Regions from separate parts of the Mus musculus genome. Here region 1 is linked to region 2. The links are chromatin contacts, called in public Hi-C maps. All regions are on one chromosome and are shown on one strand. Each heading gives the region's core, a stretch centred on a gene start, on an enhancer-like site or on the middle of the called end of the contact. The rest is flanking DNA. Distances are from core to core; before and after follow the strand shown.

Evidence for each region. A called contact is a pair of places that touch in the nucleus more often than the background predicts.
Region 1: a Hi-C map of the G1E-ER4 cell line shows a contact between it and region 2, with 4 times the contacts expected there. The contact joins two enhancer-like sites. A contact is called at or near these places in 3 of 484 Hi-C or Micro-C datasets (the G1E-ER4 cell line and the N1E-115 cell line) and 1 of 115 datasets of contacts at active chromatin or transcription factors (embryonic stem cells).

The regions. Positions count from the first base shown.
Region 1 is chr8:36,343,824-36,350,289 of GRCm38.p6, forward strand. No RefSeq gene overlaps it. Among named protein-coding and RNA genes, the nearest start is that of Lonrf1, 98 kb to the left of the region's middle. Within about 2 kb of position 2,643, at least 9 of the 459 cell types and tissues checked have an H3K27ac peak or open chromatin away from gene starts, as enhancers often do. A contact at or near this core is called in the G1E-ER4 cell line, where this site is marked.
Region 2 is chr8:35,959,148-35,966,294 of GRCm38.p6, forward strand. No RefSeq gene overlaps it. Among named protein-coding and RNA genes, the nearest start is that of 5430403N17Rik, 80 kb to the left of the region's middle. Within about 2 kb of position 2,289, at least 15 of the 459 cell types and tissues checked have an H3K27ac peak or open chromatin away from gene starts, as enhancers often do. A contact at or near this core is called in the G1E-ER4 cell line, where this site is marked.

The DNA.
Region 1 (6,466 bases), core at 1,393-3,892, 390 kb after region 2:
ATATCTGGGACAATGTGCGTTTCAGCAGCTGCTGGTTAGTTTTTGCCAACTTGACAAACTAGAGTTCCCTGGAAATAGGGAATGTCAGCTGAGGAATTGTACCCACCCAATTGGGTGGGCACCCTTGTGGTACATTGTTCTGATGGTGCCACCGCTGGGTGAATGGTCTTGAGAGATATAAGGACATCACACAAGTAAGGCATGAAGAACGAGTCAGTAAGCAGCTTCCCTCTGTGGTCTCGGCTTCTCTTGATGACAGACTGTACCCTTCCCCAAGTTGTTTCTGGTCAGTGTCTTATCAATGAAGACAGAAACTCAAGGAGGACAGTAACCTTGGTGACTCCGAATCCACTGTCTAAAATAGGAAACTGTAAACCTGCATTGATTGTAATAAATTATGAATTCCATGAGAAAGGATATATCATTCTGAAAGTGCATCTACACAGAACACTCACTCATTACAAAGGTGAGGACAGTATCTTTACATTGGAGAAGACTGACAGGTATTGGACTTAGTCAAGTAACTGAAGGACATCATCAATAGTAGGACAAATCAAAATAGCACATCATCGATGTCTGTGATGTACCTGCCAACAACAACATAAACCATCCAAGATTGAAAGCATGCATCCCAGGGCGCATGTGTGAAGGTCAGAGGACCACTTGTTCAAATCGGTTCTTGTTTCTCCCTTTCTACTACGTAGATCCTGGGAATCAAGCTCACATCATTAGCCATGGTGGTGCCTTTACCCACTGAGCAATCTTTCCAGCTGTATACATAAGTTTTAAAGTGCATGTGTGAGTGCCCCACCGTGTGTGTGTGTGTGTGTGTGTGTGTGTGTGTGTGTGTGTGTGTGTGTGTGTGTGTGATGTATGCAGGCCCAGGTGTACAGATTCCAGAGGAAGATGTCGCTATCCAGCTATCTTATGCTTCCTGGAGATACACCCATTCTCTGAACTCGAAGCTAGTCTGGCAACCAGCAATCCCCAGCAATCCTCTTGCTTCCACCCCCACCAACACTGGCATTATAAGGGTATGTGGTTACATATAACTTAGTATGTAGGTACTAGGGATTTGAACTCATGTCTCTACGCTTTCATAGCAAGTTCCTTAGCCCACTGAGCCCTCCCCTCATCCCCTGCATATGTTTCTTTCAACATAATTCTGTTGTAATTTCCCAGCCTTAGTCTTTTTCCCCATAGGTTTATATGTATGTATGTGTATCATTGTTGTGACTTGTATGACAAATGCCACTTAAGCTTCTTATGCTACCTAGTTTCAGGGGATTCAAGCGTCACATAGAGAAAAAGGCCTGCTGCAGCCATGGGTTGTGGGAATGTATAACGGAGTCTTCCTCCACAGTGGAGACCAGATGATACAGGCCAGAGCCAAAAGTGGGTGTGACGTTCAGGGTCCGTCCATAGCGAGCTACTTTCACTAGGTAGGCTCCACCTCTTAAAAGCTCCACACCCTTTGAAATAATGCCCAAAGCTGAGGAACAACTATACAAAATATGAGCACGGACACAGGTCATATCCAAACCATTACAGTCTAAGAATAAGAATATTCCTTTACATAATTATGACCCAAGGATCAGATTCAAGAAATGTAACATTGATATAATACTCTGTCTGATGTAAAGTCTGTATATATAATTTTTTCTAATTATCTCAGTCTTTTTATTTGTTTGCTTGTTTTTGTTTTTTGTTTTTCAAGACAGGGTTTCTCTGTATAGCCCTGGCTGTCCTGGAACTCACTCTGTAGACCAAGCTGGCCTCAAACTCAGAAATCTGCCTGCCTCTGCCTCCCAAGTGCTGGGATTAAAGGCGTGCACCACGACTGCCCATCCAGTCTTTCTTTCTTAAGACAAGGTCTGGCTATAAACCCCAGGCTGGCCTCGAACTTAATTAAAGCTTTGCTCCTAGCTCCTGGGTAATGGCAGTGAAGGGACATGTGTCCCACCATGTGCCAAGGGCAATTCATGCTTATAACAACTTCTTTTCCTGGTTTGGGATCATGCATCATGTCTGTTGCCTTTGGGGCTAAAATGGGTCAGGCTCACTTTGTCTTAAAAATATTGACAGTTGCCTTCTGTGATGTTCCTCATATCCAGATGTTTCCACTGAATTATTTTTTCATCTATTCTCTCTCCTTCATGCCAGTTTTCCAATGTGTACTTTTCTTTGCCCCCCTTGGGTTCAACTAAGTTGCATAAACAGATATCTGTGTTGATGGATAGATTTTTTTTTATAACATAAGCTTCTCTTATTTTTTTTTACCTTGTTGAATATGTTATGGATCAACACCTGAAGAGTTTGAATAATTTGAAATTAGATAAATGAAACAAGGGACTAGTAGAGACATATTAAGTATTTGCCATTGATTGAACAATTAAGATGAACTCAATACAGCAAAATGCAAACCACAGCTTTACCAACTGTCAGGTGCACAATGTGTGCTCAGCACTAACTGCCAATGGCGTCTTTCTAAAGTACCTCTGAGAGAGGACAATGCTTTTTCTGTCCTATGGTGGTGGTGTTGGGGGGTGGGGTGGGGTGGGGTGGGGGTGGGGTCTTCCTTAAGTTCTTCCTCTGTTGTGCTGGTTTGTGGTTGGTTTCTCACACCCGCAGGTGTGACAGAACCTGGTTACTGCAGGGGATGCGTGAGGATTTGGAAGGCAGGGAGCTCATCAAAAAGAAAAGACAGGAACAGCTTGAGAGGAAGAGGTTACTAAGTGTACCGGGCATCTGGTGGGATATCTGGTGGGATGGGATGGCAAGCAAGGTGAGGGCTCATGCTACGTACAGAAAGGGATGCATGGGAAACTCATGGGAACCCAAAGCTCTTGGTTCAGTCACTAACCGTGTAGCAGTAACAAACCCTAAGATTCAGAGGGCAGCATCCTCGCCCTCACCCTCAAGAGCAGCCACTGGTTTATAACATGGAAACACAGTAGTGCGCAGGTTAACAGGAATGTGTTTTCATTTAGAAATATCTGCTCATCTGGAAGGGCAGGGCCCTCATCCTAGGCCTATGACAAGTCAAGGTTTTTGATGATTTCTGTTACATAAGAGGTACACAATATTAGTTCACATATCCCACTGCTTAAAACCCCCACCAAAGGAGAAGGTTTGTGCTTAAATAATTGAATAAGTTAAGATTCTTTCCAAAACTTCTAAGTGGCTACCCAAGACAATGACAGATTAATGACAGATTAAGTGTTAAGACTTCGTAGACATTAGCAGTTGGCATCCCTTCGGTTGCTGAGCCCATACTGCCCCCTGGTGTTCCCTGGGCATCTCTGTTTTGTAGGCCAGTTGACGTGGTATTTCCTGTTGCCTGCTGGCTGGACAGTGCACTGCAGGTCTCACCTGTGAGAGGCATCATTTTCACTGACTATCATCTTTTTGGTATTTTGGTGTCTAGCATGCTGTGCCTAGCAAAGTGTCCACTAGTAGTTCAATGAATAAATGACACGAGTCTCTCAAACTAAAAAATGTGCAGCTACTGTAAACATTGTCCTTACTCCCCCTCAAATTGCCAATGTTCTTGATCCACCCTTGGTCCAAGTCTCCATCACTTCCTGCCTGGACTAGTTCTCACGTCTTCCCTTCCTCCCACCCCCAGCCCATGAAACTCTAGCTATCACTTTCTTCAACACCGGCAGTGTTGCCTTTCTCTGTCGGCGATGCATAGACGCTAGAGTGTAGAGGGCATATGGCTATACTCTTTCATTTTGGCAGTGCTAGGGACAAAACCCAGGATCTGGCTCTGGAAACTCATACTTTCAGGCCAGATAAAGTTGTGAAAGTTTTTGTCTATAGGCTGCAGGGCACTCTTGCTACTTGCAGCTGGGTAAGCTGCCATACTAGTCCCCAGTTGCTTCATCTACAAAATGAAGATGACAGCCACTTGCTTGAGGTGCGCACTGAGTTGCCAAGGCTTGTGGGAGAACACACATTTCTTCCTGTTGTTATTTTTAAGCACTTGTTTGTGCTTTGGAAACAGTCTTAATACAATGTTATATAGTCTAGGCTGGCCATGAACTCAGTAACCACCTGCTTCAGTCTCCCTAGGACTGAGATTGTAGGAATGTCCTAACACACTTGGCTAAGAATGTTCTTTGGAGAGACTGCTTAGAATTGCTGCCTGGGTTAGGAAACATTGTGACGGTATTTCTTTCATGTACAATGGGCAAGGCTATTTGGCTGTCTCTGTAAGTCTAGGTTACTATGTTGGTAATGTTTTGAAGTCCAGATCACTTCATCTTGTGCAGGGATCAGGATGTAAGGTTGAGGCAGTTTGGAGGAAAGGAGATATAGATGGGAAAGTTCTTGTAAAAGAAGAGAAGCGTTAGGTGTAGGATATTCCAGCTTGTCTTCAGTTCTCTGTGTACTTATCTTTGCCTCCTACTGCCCAGAAAAGTATGTTGCCAGCATGAGTGTGATGAAGTTTATGGGAACAAACAGAAGAGAGAAAATTCCAGACTGGCACAAAGACAGCAGAGAAAGGAAGAGCTGGTGACTAACTCAGCCAGTGAGAAGAAATTAGAAGAGGAGACAAGAGTCTCCTGCCCTTACCCATCACTCACTCACACACACACACACACACACACACACACACACACACACACACACACACACACACACACAGAGGCTCTCTCTGAAAGCTCCTGAAGTATTGTGATAGGTGTTTGAGGGCTTTGAGCTTTATGGGGAATGGAGGCTCATGGTATTTTATCTTGGTATTGAAGGAGACAGACCCATAGAAAGCCGAAGAGCTTGGAAGCATCTGGGTTACATCAAAAAGCACTTCACACCAGGCCTAGGATCAAGTAAGCATTCAAACTCTGAAGTGGTGTGCTAGTGAGCCAGTATCCAGTGTTATCACCGTGTTTAAGCAGATGGCACATGCAGATGTTCTAGAATATCGCTTCCAGGTCCGAATGGACTTCTTGTTCTTTCTCCCTCCCTCTCTTGAATCTTTATTGGGTAGTTTATTGTGTTTTGAGTGTTCTTCTCAAAAGCATGTTTATGTACCCTGTGTACCCTGGAACTGGATTTAGGGACCATACTGAATCACCGTGTGGGTGCTGGGGGCCAAACCCAGATCCTCTGTAAGAACGACTGCTCTTAACCACCAAGAAACCTCTCTCTAGCCCTTTGGTTCTTTCTAATGCATGACGGAATTTAATCTTCCCTTTTATTTCTCACCGGTGTGGGGTGAATTCTATAAGACAGAGCTGATGACTAGTTATTTGGTTATGCCTCAAAGCATCGTGAAACAATGAAAAGAATTGAAGCACTCTGAGTTAAACTCCGGATATCATAGATGTTACACAAGCCCCTTTTCACGGATCCATGTGCCCAGACTTATTTTCACTATTAAAATTTAAAATGAGATCTTGCTTGGTTGCCCAGGCTGTCCTTGAACCTGCAACCCTCAAGGCTCCTGCTCCAGCCTCCAGTATAGCTATTCTCACAGCTTGGTACCGTCATGATTCTTGCTCTTCATTTATGCGTTCTCTTGAGAACCAGGCAGGAATCACGTGTGTGCTTAGCATTCAGTTATCCAGATCCCAGCTCCCTCCCTCTCCATCCTTTTAATGAAGGTCTTCACTCTTGAAACAGAGAGGTTGTTTCATTTCAAACTCCCTGTCATTTTTTCAAAATTCAGACCTTTCTCTGGAGTTTTAACTATCCGTGTCAAGACCATCTTCCTTTATACTCTGAACCAAAGTAAAAATATTGCTCTAGCAGGATCTTAGCTTAGAGCGCACTCAAGCTAATCCACAAGCAAAACAAGCAAAAGGATCTCCGTCTACAGCAAGCTCCTCAGGAAGCCACCTTGTAACTGGGCCCCAGGTTCTCCTGACGGTGGGAGGCTTCAGTGTCCACATTGTATGGCTGAGATGTCCTCTACGCAGCCATCTCTGTAGGTCATCTGTGCTGTGAGAAGGGGTCTCCTGGACCTCCAGCTGGAATCACCAAACGTGGCATTGCCAGGAGTGACACTACTTATTTGTTAGCTCACTTGATGCTAAAATAAAAAGGACCACTGACCCTGAAATAGGGGGTCCGAGGATGATAGAAAAGACAAGGAGGCTGTGGGGGCTGTGAGTCCTTCAGAGCCTCTCAAGTTGCAACCAGTTTCTTATAATTGAGTAATTAACTTAGCATCGTAAAATTGATATGAATGAAGCTCTAGTTAAAAGAACAGGAAGAAAAGCTACAGTTAATTACACACATACATACATACATACAGACAGACAGATATACTCTGATGGTTTGTACATGCTTGGCCCAGGGAGTAGCACTATTAGGAGGTGTGGCCTTGTTGGAGTAGGTGTGTCACTGTGGGTGTGGATTTAAGACCCTTCCTCATCCCAGCTGCCTGGAAGTCAGCCTTCCACTAGCAGTCTTCAGATAAAGATGTAGAACTCTCAGTTCCTCCTGCACCATGCCT
Region 2 (7,147 bases), core at 1,039-3,538:
GACACCATATTAAAGGATTTCATTTGTACATGGGGGTGGGGGTGCAGGAAATGAAATCCCTTGTCCAAAAATGAAGCAAAGTCAAAGATAAAAATCCACGACAGAGTACCACACTGGAAAGGGAATGAGGTGAAATTTTCTGTAGCAGTTACCATTTGGGAGGGGCACTTGGAAGGGCCTCAGGAAGCATTGGAGCTGCCCTTGGCATACAGTGAAGACAGCTGCAGGCTCAGCTTGGGATCTGACCCAGGCTCCCCTTCCCTGTTCCTCTTCCCTCATTTCCCTTCTAATTTTAAACAGGCGGGAGGGTGTTAGAGGAAACAGAGGAGTGGTAAGTCGGGGGTGGGGTGAGTCACATTAAAAAATCGATGGGAACAAAACCAAATTCCCACCTCCTCCCCCAGTCTAGTCCAACACTGAAAGGTAAAATGCTGTAACAAGACTCTGGGCTGCTCTGTCTCAAGGCCTTGGCATAGACCCATAAGCAGGGTGACCCTGTTCCCATGGATTTCACATCAGTGACAGTCTCATAGATGTTTTATATGGCTCCTCTTTGAGTAGGAGCTGAGAAGTGAGGGTTTGGATGCTCTTCCAACTGAAGGAGGCAAGGAAAATGGTGCTTTGAGGTAAAGAGGAAGGGTTAAGTTGTCCTTTATCACAAAGATGCCTTACCAATTCCTTACATTGCCCCACCCCACCAAAACCAGCAACACAGGCAACAAGATGGCTCAGCACATAAAGATGCTTGCTGCCATGTCTAGAAACCCAAGTTTCATTACCAGATCCCATATGGTGGATAGAGAAAAGCAACACCCACATTCTGTCCTCTGACATTCACATGTGTGTGGTGGCACACACACACACACACACACACACACACACACACACACACACACACCAAACACTGGATAGAAGTGTAATTTTAAAGATCCAGCTGTCAAATCCATCCAGTATCCCTCTCAACCTACCATCAAAACCCAAAGCAGGAGACAGTCGAGACTTTCTGGGAATCAAATTTTGTTTTCTGAGGAATTTTTACTCTTGTGGACAAAACACATCCTCACAGCAAAAGGTGGTGATTCCCTCTGCCCTCCACCCCTGGATCTTACAGAGTTCAGATGATTTCCCCTATGTATGTCTTTAAAAATATCACCAGGTGAACCATTCGTATGTTGATGTGTTTTTACCTACAGCCAGCCACAGAGTGTGTGATGGTCTTCGCCTCTCTAACCCATCTCTGGGAGGAAGAGGTCCAGGATTATTTGGTTTCGTTTGCAGCAGAAGAATTTTCATTGGGTATATGGAAAAGAACTCTTTGTCGGAAATATTTTGGGAACCTGAAATTGCTCACTGATGATTGTCAGTCTTTCTTTCCCTGGAGGTATTTAAGTAACTGCCGACATCCTTCTGCACTGCCTGGGAACTTTAGCCATTCTGTGAGAAACAATGAACAAGCAGCCATTTTGCCATCCCTCTACCCACTCTACAATCATATCCCCCCCGCCCCCAATCCTTCCATACCCTGTGTGCTACTGTGGTGCTGGCTGAGGGAAACAGCAGTCTTCAGTCAGAAACAGTGAAGGATTAAAGGGTGGATGAGAAAGTAGGTTTTTCTATGATGAGACTCCCATGATATCCTAGTGTCTGATTTAGTCTAACTGGAGAACACTGAATCCACCAAACAAGAAAAGTTGTATTTGTATCAATTGTTCATCCACCCAAATGTTATATAAAATGTGGGATGTGGCAAAGACTACACACAGTCTGATAGGATTTCTGCCTGCCTTCAATGGTAGATACAAATGTGTAAAATTACGTGCACAAAGGAGACAGTGGTTTTTTAAAGGGGAGTAAATGAATGGGAGGTGCTTTGCACGTGACTGGAGTAAGAAACAGTGAGCCACGCTGCTGTAGGGCCTTAAACTGTGTGATATCATACCCTTCCCCCCACTTTTCTCTTTCCCTAGACTTTGGCTCTATCAAAAGGAAAACGTTTTTCCACTGGGAATTGGGATATGGTTAAATTGTATCTTTGAATCCAGAATGGGTAGCCTACTCCCTCTTTCTTATCTCTCTAGAGTAATTATAGCTGAGAGTGTCTCGGGAACTCTCTAGGCAGCTTATATTTTGAAATAGAGAGAATTCCAACAGATATTACTTTGAAAGGAATTATAGTTGCAAGAACCTCAGCCAATCAGAGCAAAATTCTTCTAGACCAGTACTGTCCAAACAGAATAGAAGTCAGAAAGCGCCATCCTGATAAGTGAACCGGTTCATCGGCTGCTCCAAGGTCTCTGTGTTAATGACCTCTGTGAGGAGGATGTTACTGGCCCTGGTTTGTCTCTGACACTAGATCTTCATGGCACTTGTTATTGGCCAGACTTCAGGTTTTAAGACTTTATATCTAAACTGTTATCTAGGGCCCTACTCCACCAGGCAGGCTTTACATGTCCCTAAAATCGACTCCGGCAGAAGTAGTCTCTTCAACAAGAGATGTCATCTAGTTTCCTGGAAAGAGAAGGGAACTGGCTTCATCGCGGTCTCAGGCGTTAAGGCCCTGGCCCGTTTCCCTCTGCACTGCATTTCTTTTGCTGCACCCTGCCTGCTGCCTGCGAGAAATTCGAGTCTGGGAAAGTGACTTGCTCTTGTTAAGCAGCGGGGAAGTTTTGAGGCAGCCTCTGTGATTTGGGGTGCCTTGAAGCGAGGAGAAGTAGTACCCCATCGGCCACTTTCTGTATCTGCTTTCTCTCTGCAGAACGCTTTTAAAGTTCGGATGTAGCAGGAACCATCGTGCGCCATCTCTCATCGGTGTGTTTGTGCAGTGAAGCACAACCTGGACCTTCCCCATCACAGGCATTAACAGCCTGCAACCGATCCCCGTTATGATTTAGGTTAAGTGGAAGCTCTTATTATGTGTTCATTTAATAACTTTGCTGGACTTGAGAGTTCAGGCAACCGTGGCTAATTCATAAAAGGAACAGCCTCCCAAAAGCATGCATTGATGTAGACACTCCGTACGCCCCTCATAATTTAACTCTGTTCAGCTGAATAGATTTCGCATATGCATCCATTTGTGCCAATCTAGTCTCCTTGTAGCTTTTAAAATCTGACCTTGAAGCTCATTCTTTGCGAGAAATGCAGGGTTTTTTTCTCCCCTCAATTTGGTACTGAAGTAAAGAGCTGTGATATTTTTATTATGTGTCTGGAAGAAGGAGGTGTTCCATAATACAAAAACCAGACCTCTAAAGTTCACCCTGATTACAAAATTCAAAACAATATACCAAAAGGTCAAAGCAATTCTTATTTTTAAGGCTTAAAATAACTAGCTAAGCTTCAGAAACATTTAGCTAGCATATAGAGGCATTTTTTTAAAAACTAAAAGTAGTTACTTAAAAATTCCATTATACATGGCACGATATTTAATTTTAAATGAAATTTAAAAGGCACATTTAAAAATATGGAATGCCTATCAAAAAAATTCCCCCACAAATGTGTATTATAGTACTTGTTTATAAATACAATGGCTATGTTTTTAAAAAAAGTTTCAAGTTATTGGGGTTTTTTTAGGGTTTTTTTTTTTAGTAGTTTAAGCATTCTGTTTGTGAACTATAAAATATTTAATTTATTATTTCTTACTGTAGTTTCTCAAAAGGGTCACAAGAGAATTTTATATAACTATGAAGTGGTAAATATGTCAGTGTCTGATCTTCAAATGGAATAGTCAATTAGTTACCTTTCCAAATGTGCTTGTAGGAACAGAACTGGGACGTTTAAGAGTTCTTTTCATCAAACTGTTCAAGTGTAGACATCTTCTCCCACCTCCACCCGCTTGGGGGGGGGGGGGGGCGAGGGGAATGAGGTTTGGGGACAGGCTCTCTGTGTAGCCCTGCCTGTCTTGGAACTCATAGTCATCTCATACTGATCTCAAACACAGACTTCTGTCTGTCTTTACCTCCCAAGTGCTGGGATTAAAGCCTTGTGCGACCACACCAGGCTTTACACGTAGAAATCTTGACTCCCAAACAAACTTAACATTTATTGACGCTATTTTTTTTTTCCGTTGAAAATGGTAAAAAGGAAAACAATCTGGTCTGTGTCGCTCAGTCAATGCCACCCGCAGGTCTTACTGTTACCCGATAACTCGTCATAACGATGACCTGTCCAACCCTGGGTGAGGGAGCAGCAGCTCCTGCTATTTCCCAGCATGCTTTGCAAAGCCTTGTTCCCTTCTGTCAGTTCGTTTTTGCATATTCTTCTGGATCTACAACTAAGGTTAAGATGCTAAGGCAGATTTGGTAAGAGAAGGGTTGTGCCAGTTTTGTGAACCCCAAAAGACCACCAAAGAGTAGATACCGATGCAATCACACTAGGGTCTTTATTACATGCTCAAGCTTGGGCCACACTGCCTTCTCTGATGCAGCAGAGCCGGAGGGAGGGTGAAATCCTGAGCTCTTGGCAAAACAAGGTTTTATAGGAAATGGCAAGCAAGCGAGGGGGTTTCTAGCCTGGCACACATCTGACTGGGGTGGGCTATTACGGAATTTTGTTGCCCTTTAACTTAATTGGCTGGTGTGGGAGCCAAACCATAAACTTAGCTTCCACTTTCCTCCTGATTGGTGGTTGTTAGGAAGTGGCGTGCTGGGGGCAGGCTTGTAACCTGGAAACTAGTGCCAGGTGCAGGATTACTGGAGAGTAACCTGGAAACTGGTGCTAGACTCCAGCTTGTTAGTCAAGGTCAAGTTCTCTAAGATGGAGTCTGAAGCCAAGATGTGGTCTCTCAAAGGTGCCCTTTACAATAGAAAGTCCTGATTTTTGTCCAATTTGTGATGAATTTTTAGCACATTGCAAGCAAGGACATGTCATTTCACAAGAGTAGACAGTAGCCTTTAAGTGTTGGACAAACAGCCCATTTCTTGCCACCTTAAGGGTCAGTTTGTCCATGCAGATGGTCTAAGCAGATGAAGAAAGGTCCTGGATTGGAAAATATGGCACCTCTATGTTTAAGATTTTCTTAAAAATGTGTATAAATTGTTATTTTGGCAATAGAGTATGACTTCACATGAACTCCAACAGTATAAAAAAGGGAAGAGCTATGTGCTAAGTATTCAGCGTAATGACTCACAGATTATATCACAATGTAGAAAATTTCTCTGGAAAATGGATTTAAATGCACATGTATTAAAAATAAACTAATTAATTAAATAAACTAGTGATGTTCTAACGAGACAATAGGACCTAAACTATGAACGAAGTAAATAGGACATTATGGGTTGATAGTGTGCCAAAAGTGTCTTTCTACATCCTGAACTGAAATACATGACCAAGAAGGGTCTCAAATCTTTATGACTAACAATGTCAAAAGAAAAGTCCAGAATCCATACAGGTTTAGTGACGAAAATTTGTGAGTGGTTTGGCCATGCTGAATTTAGCATAGGAGGTAAAAGGAACAAACAGGCTATAGTAGAATTGCAAGCCAAACCTGACAGTCATATTTCTAAGATATGAAGTATTTGGTATATTATTTCTTGGTGGGTTAGCCCTCTGTCTACCTCAGACCTGAGGAGAGAGCAGATCCCACAGGCCTCTGTCCTCTCTTCTGCTCTGAACACTGAAGATCTATTATGTTCATGGTGCTTAGCTCTACCTCTAGTGAATACAGCACAGTGCAGAACTCAGTGACATTCCTGGCAATTTGAGAATTTCCTGTGACTTCCAAGAGGCAGCGAGGAGTCATCCACTGCCCTCTGTGACCTCTAGCCCCTCTACCTTCCAGGAAGTCTTTGAAGCTTAAGCCTCTTGGTTTATTTTTAGGTTCTCACTGGCATCCACTGGTGACTGAATTTGACCAAGTTCAGTTTTCAAAGGCCTTGCGTTGTGGACATTTCAGTCATAGCTGGGGAGCTACTGGGTTGCTGCTCCAGGCTATGGCCTCTAGATTCAGTGTGAAGAAGTGCCTGGCATGGAGGGAGTGAGGGGAAACAGTTGGTCCCTCCCAGCAGATCACACATCCTCACTGGAAGAGTTTAGAGTGGGTCATTAATTACTCTGACATTTTCAAGAATGCCTTTCTCTGAGAAGACCATGCCTGGGGGATAACAGCTACCAACTGTGGTCAAAGAGACTCTGTAAGCACATGCTATCTAGCACATGTGCTAGAAGACAGAAAAAAGGCAGTGCAGGAGGTCTGTTCCCTGTAAAATCTACAGTGGAAAAGCCTTCTATGTTAGTTCTGGGAATCCTTAGGAGACTACAGAGAGGTATCTTTCTTTTTCCCCATTTAGTCCAAGTCTTCCCTTACAACTGCTGAGAAGTCGAATGGAAGTCAAATACCAGATATGTTGTTCTCGGGGCTGGATCAGGTTCACATCTTTCTCTGATCTTTCATGCATCTAGACTAGCATTTTCTCTCCTTTGCTGTCACTGCTATATGCAATTTTTACTTTCCCACAGCCTTTGATTAACAAATTATAGTTTACGTCAGATCAAATGGAGATAAGATGTAAGATCCCAAAGGGTGTCTTCAAGCACCCTTGCTATATCTGTCAACTAATAAGGGGCATATTTTCTTAGTATCTCTGGTTGAGGAGTAACTATCCACAAGGAAATTTTCATATCAAATATAGATGGAATCTTACTCTTCCCCCTTTTTCTTCTATTCTTGATCAAGCTTCCGTTTTATCTACTAAGTAGATATTCCTATTAAAGGGCAAACAGGAGCCATGGGAGCCTAAAGCAGAGGGATCATTAAGGTTCAGACAAAACAGAGTAAAGTGATGGTGGTAATCATTTTGATGAGAAAGGTGTCCCTGAGAACAAGGGAATCCTGTCCCAGGCAACAGTGCCCAAGAAGAAGGAGAAGAGGTAGAGGAGGAGGAGGAAGGGGGAGGATGAGGAAGGGGGAGGATGAGGAAGGGGGAGGATGAGGAAGGGGGAGGAGGAGGAAGGGGGAGGAGGAGGAAGGGGGAGGAGGAGGAAGGGGGAGGAGGAGGAACACTCCTCCATTGCTGGTGGAATTGCAAACTGGTACAACCACTCTGGAAATCAATATGGAGGTTCCTCAGAAAATTGGAAATAGATCTATCTGAAGGCCTAGTTGTCTATGTTGGATAGAGTATACAGCAGCAGTTAGGAACTACATTTATGGGGA